Regions from separate parts of the Sus scrofa genome. Here region 1 is linked to region 2. Evidence: chromatin contacts called from public HiChIP or PLAC-seq data. All regions are on one chromosome and are shown on one strand. Each heading gives the region's core, a stretch centred on a gene start, on an enhancer-like site or on the middle of the called end of the contact. The rest is flanking DNA. Distances are from core to core; before and after follow the strand shown.

Region 1 (3,059 bases), core at 510-3,009, 140 kb after region 2:
GGCTGGAAGGAGCCAGACAGCTCTCTGTCAGCATCACTGATCAGAAAGACTTTGTTCTAGGATTTCCGTCGTGACTAGGGAAATGTATCTGACTAGTATCCATGGGGATGCAGGTTCGATCCGTGGCCTTGCTCAGTGGGTTAAGGATCCAGCATTGCCATGAGCCGTGGTGTAGGTTGCAGACGTGGCTCGGATCCTGCATTGCTATGGCTGTGGTGTAGGCCATCGGCTACAGCCCTGATTTGACCCTTAGCCTGGGAATTTCCATATGCCGCGGGTGCAGCCCTAACAAAAGACCAAAAAAGAAATAGTTTGTTCTAGATGTTTCCCTGCTGCATTTCTATGGAGAAACAGAGGCATGATTGCAGCTCTGGTTCCATCTCCTTTAACCACAAGGTGGTCTCACTCCATATCATTAGAACCGTCTAGCCTTGGGACTAATGGGTGAGGACAGAAGGCTACTGGGTTCTCAAAAGTTCCCAATCATTCCTTGACCGGCCAGACAAAAAAAAATTCATTTCAATGCTCCTATCTGAAAGGAAAAAACTGAGGCGTATGGCAAAAGGTAAGTTAATGCCCAAGGTGAGCCAGGGCTAGTCCTCCCCTGCCAGGGAATACGTGGGTGGCACTGTCCCTGGAGCTTGGACAGGGTGGCAGAAGACCTGGAGGCCATCCTTAGCCAGACCTCACCCTTAGAAGCTCAGTTACCATAACCATCTGGCCAAACCACTGCAGGTGTTGGACAGACCAGGGCAAAGTCTGTGGCCAGTGTCAGATAGTCGCACCCCCTTCTCAGCTAAGACAACCTTGGACAAACTGAGGCCAGAAATATTGAGAAACTTGTCCGAGGTCCTTGCCCTCTGCCAAGGGTTGGTGGCAGAGCTGGAGCTATAATAATGCTGTCTAATGAGCACTTACTAAAACCTTTACCAGGACTAACTCACTAAATCCTCTCAGCCGTCCTGTGAGTTACTATCCCCGTTTGCATGAGGAAAAAGAGGCCCAGGGATTTTACGGCTGGCCCAGCTCACACCGCCAGTCAGTGGAGGAAAAGCTGACAATAGAACCCAGTCTCCGTCCACTGCACCACCCAGCCTCCTTCTGCTGGCTCCCAGCCCAGCTTCCCTGTGCGTGGACTCAGGAAAGAAGTATCTGACTTCAGTCTACGGCAAAATGTTCATTTTGATCCCGGAATTGTGCTGCCTCCGGCATCCTCCCTATGTGGCCCCTTCCCTCTAGGTTTCCAAGTTAGCAGGGTGCAGCGCCCCAGTCTACCCCCGCGGCCTCCCCGGCCCCCTCCTCGGCGCCTCCCGGTCCCGGTTGCCATTACAGCGCGTGGGCGGCGATCCAGCAGGAGGAGGAGCAGATCCACAGGCCGAAGGAGATGCAGACGCGGTGGCGGGCGAAGCAGCGGTCCAGGTAGTCCCAGTTCCAGAGCGCGGGCGCGGGGCTGGGCGCCTCCCCCATGGCTGGCTCGGCTCCACCCCGCCCAGTGCCCGCGCCTTCGCGTGGCCAGGAACCCGCGCGCAGCCTCCTCGGCCGCCCGCAGTCCTCGGCGCTGCCACCCCACGCCCCCTTCTTTGGTTCGGCTCTGCCGTGGCGGCCCCAGGCCGAGCGCACAGACCGCGGGCTAGCGATGGGCGTGTCCAGTTCCCGTCCCGGGAGCCGGCGGCGGCGGAGACGAAAGGAAAAGTTTCCGGGCCCGCGCAGCTCCCTACCCCTGGCGCTATTGTCGGGGGTCCGCGGGCGGGAGGCCGCCCCCTAGCGGCGGGATCTGGGAGCAGCCTCGGCACAAAGGCTGCGGCCCCGCCCCCCGGACAGAGGCCCTGCGAGTGCCCTAGACTCCTTCGCTGTCACCAACCGCCAAAGCCAGCGGCCAGAGCGGAATACAGTGACCTGCCCGCTCATTGTGAGGCACCGTGCCCGTTCATTATTCCACTACATGATCTGAGCCAAACAATAAATACCTCGCGCCCGGGGAGCAGCTTGGGCGCTGAGGATTCCCAGATGAGCGGGGCTTGGTTCACTGGTTAAAATGCCACAAGACAAAGAGGGCGCTGGGAGGCCAGGAAGGAGGAATCAAATGCGCTCCCCTACATCCTCTCTCACCCGCTTTTTTGAGACTATAGCTGCACCCTCTGCCCCCATTCAGCTGCCCAAGCAGGGCTCTGGAGATGTAGTCCTGCAGCCAGGGAGACGCCGTGATCCTTGAGGTCTGTCCCTCCCACCCAGGCACACTGTCACTCAATTCAAGTACACCGTTATTTTTCTTGAGAACAAACCATTATTTCAATTTAAAATTTTGCTTGTTAATTTTAATAACTTTTCTTAAAGGACACGTTTATATATTTTTTTCATTAAAAAATAGCTTTACTGAAATCTCATTCATATACTGTAAAATTCACTGCCCCTCTTTTTGTTTAGCTGCACTTGTGGCATATGGGCCAGGGATCAAATCTGAGCCACAGCTGCGGACCTATGCCACAGCAGGATCCTTAACTCGTTCTGCCACAGCAGGAGCTCCAAAATCCACCCTTTTAGAGAGTGAGGTTCAGTGGTTTTCAGTATATCCACAGCTGTGCAACCACCATCACTGTCTAGTTTTGGAAACTTTCTTTGCCTGTTAAAAAACCTCGTGCTCACTAATGGATACTCTCCGAGCACTCCCAGTCTTACACAACCACACATCTACCTCTGTCTCTATGGAATTGCTTATGCTGGACATGCCTTATAAATGGAATCATCCAAAAGGTGACCTTTTTATGACTTGACTCTTGACTTCTTTCACTTAGCATAGTGCTTTTAAGGTTCATTCATGTTGCAGCATGTCATTTCTTTCTCTTTTCTTCTTCTTCTTTTTTTTTTTTTTTTTTTTGGCTGTGCCCGTGACATGCAGAAGTTCCCAGGCCAGGGACCAAACTCACACCACAGCAGCGACCAGAGCCCCAATAGTGACAATGCTGGATCCTTTTTTTTTTTGCCTTTTCTAGGGCCGCGGCATGGAGGTTCCCATGCTAGGGGTCTAATTGGAGCTGTAGCCAACAGCCTATGTCACAGCC
Region 2 (2,700 bases), core at 160-2,659:
TAACCTATTAGGCCAAGCAACAATCCTCCTAAGAGCAAAATACAACACATATTCCAGTGAAACAAAATTAACACATGTGACTTGGTAAAGAGGATGAATTCAAACCAAGGGCAGAGAGCACTTTTAACTAAGTAACTGCCCTTCAAAAGACAATCTCCAATCAGAATACCTTCAATTTAGCAACAAAGCCTTCAGAACAGTGTTCATTCTGCAATGATCTTTAACCTTCCAGCATTTGTTAGATTTCTTAAAAATTCTAACTTCCTGACTCATAGAGCTAAAATAGTCATTACATACACAAATGTTCTACTCATTTAGTTTGGGATCATGTGTAGGAAACACAGGTTTCTGTTTCTAGGTTTACCACTCCATACCCATTCGTTTTGTACTAATATAACCGCTAAATATAGCTCTAAAACACTGATGATTAAAAGTAGTTAATTATGTGAGTGATTCATACCTCCTATGTCCAGACACCAAGATCCAAGGATGTTTCTGTCAGATCTATGGGAAGAGGTAATGATAAACACCTGTCACAAAATCTTTCCAAATGGAGAAGCTCTGAATTACTGTCAACCCCCAATTAGATTCCCTCAGCACCACTCCCCCCACCCCAAAGAGATCACACATCCACCAGAACCGCACTGTGCACATGGTGTGGGGAGAAGGAAAGGGTATAAAGAGAGTGGCCATGAAGTAATGGAAGACAGGGCCTTGGGTTTTTCTAGTTCTATCACAGAGTCAAAGTGAGAGGCCTTAGATAAGTCATAAGTCACTTTTCCTCTCTGGGCCTCACTTAGCTTAATGCGGTAATTGGCAAGGAGCTCTACTACTCCGTGGCTAAGGACGAATTCAAGATTCCTCAGTCAGCACTCGTACAAACCCATCCAAGCTCCCTTCTAATACCTTACCTTCGACCTCACCATCTCCTGAACTTTCTAAAAGGGCTGGACGACCGTCCCACTCCCAAATCCCAACACACACTCGCCTTCTTCCCAAGTGGCGTGACCCAACCAGGCCTTCACACCCACAACGTGGAGCCCTCCTTCTCGCCTCACCTGTCCCAGACAGACATTCCGCAGTCTTAGCGCTCCCCTCCGCACACACGCCTTCCAGGAGAAGTGATGCCCAATTCCGGCCCGAGGAGGCCGACCGAGAGCTCACCTGGTACCCGCCACCCCCGACAATACCATTCACCTCCTCCAACCTCCCCCATCACCTCCACCCACCGGCTACACGCTCCGTTCACCCTGCCTTCCAGCGCCCCGGGGAAGCCGGGACCACTCACCGGGCGCCGCGGCGCTGTCTCCTCGGCGGCCTCCCGGCCGGAGCAGCCAAAGGGCCGCGGGGGCCGGGGCCAGGGCCCGCCGCTGTCGCCGCCGCCGCCTCGCCTCAGCCCAGCCCCATCGCCCTCGGCCAGCGCCGGCGGCCGCGGGTCGCTCGAGCTCGAGGCGCCGCCGCCGCCGCGCGCTGCGGCTCGGGGTTAGGGGAGGGAGGCGCCGCGGCGGGGCCCGGGCCGAGCCGGGGCGCAGGGGCGTCCGCGCTCTCTTCCTCGGCGCGCGCGCGGCTGCGGCGTGCAGCCGGAGCAGGGCGAGAACAAGGGCGGGCGGCAAGGGAAGGCAGGCAGGGGAGGGGGGCGGTCTGCACTCCCAAACGGCCTCTCGCCGCCAGCGACGTAGCGAACCCCCCTCCCCTCCGCTGTGGCGCCTGGATCGCTCTGCCGGGAGAGCCCGCAGGCGGGCGGGGGAGCGCTCACGGGGAGCTCGGGACTCCCGCGCCGGATGTGAGGTCACGTGATTGCCTCATCCAACGCCGAGGGCGGAGGGGCGCAAAGGGGACGTCAGGAGGGGCGGGACCGGTGGGTGGGCGGGCCGAGATTCGGGCCACGCCCACCACCTCCCCTTTAGCTCCCTCACCCCCAGGCGGGAGGAGAAAAGAAAGGGGGAGGGAGGGCACTACAGGGGGGCTCGAGGTTGGGGTGCGGGGTGTTACTAAGCGAGAACGGCATTTTTTTTGGCGGTAGGAGGTGGAATTTACCAACCTGGCCGTGCAAATACCAGCTCACAGTCCAAGTCCGCATTTTATGAAGAGGGAAACTAAGTCCCTGCGAGGGGCCTAACCTAACTTGCCCAGAGTCAAGGTCACGGAGGAACCTTGTACGAAAATGCTAGAGAGGAAGCCAGATTGTGGCTCCCAATCCAGGTCCCTTTCATTCCTTAGTAGTCCCCTCCCCAATCCAAAAAAAAAAAAAAAAAAAAAAAAAACAAGCAAAAAGCTGTAATTCTCTTTTAACCACCGGCTCCGCGCGCCAGGCCTCGGGCGGAGGACTAGTAAGTGTACCCAAGAGAAAGTTCCCACGCTTCCATTCCACCGCTTCTAGCGGTAAGGAGTTCCTTCCGACAGCGCTGGATGTAAATTAAATACTTCCCTCCGCAGAAGATTTATCTCTGAGCAGGGCCCCGGCCGGATGTACAAATCGCGAGTCTGGTTTTCGCGGAGACCCTTCGATGACGCGCCCGCCATCTTTTGGCGCTGAGACTCCCTTGCCCGTGACCTTGGAGCAGGGCCATTTTTTTGTCGTTCACCTTACGGCTAACAGAATTCCTAGCTGCTCAAGCGTAAGAAAGGAGGAGACCACGACCTCTGGTGCACTGCACTTGGGCACGCTTCGCCAGGGGCAGGGAGCATTCAGGCTCTGGT

The links. HiChIP or PLAC-seq counts read pairs in DNA pulled down with a chosen protein or histone mark.
Region 1: a contact with region 2 is called in an H3K27ac HiChIP or PLAC-seq map of skeletal muscle. The contact joins the promoter of TMEM44 here to the promoter of ATP13A3 in region 2. A contact is called at or near these places in 1 of 5 promoter capture datasets (fetal liver), 2 of 47 Hi-C or Micro-C datasets (embryonic fibroblasts and epiblast stem cells) and 1 of 2 datasets of contacts at active chromatin or transcription factors (skeletal muscle).

Annotation. Positions count from the first base shown.
Region 1 is chr13:131,612,021-131,615,079 of Sscrofa11.1, forward strand. It overlaps TMEM44 (transmembrane protein 44), which reads right to left and starts at 1,760. Exons shown (of 10, transcript XM_021070073.1): 1 at 1,331-1,760. The coding sequence starts at 1,467.
Region 2 is chr13:131,474,696-131,477,395 of Sscrofa11.1, forward strand. It overlaps ATP13A3 (probable cation-transporting ATPase 13A3), which reads right to left and starts at 1,410. Exons shown (of 34, transcript XM_021070069.1): 1 at 1,289-1,410; 2 at 461-504.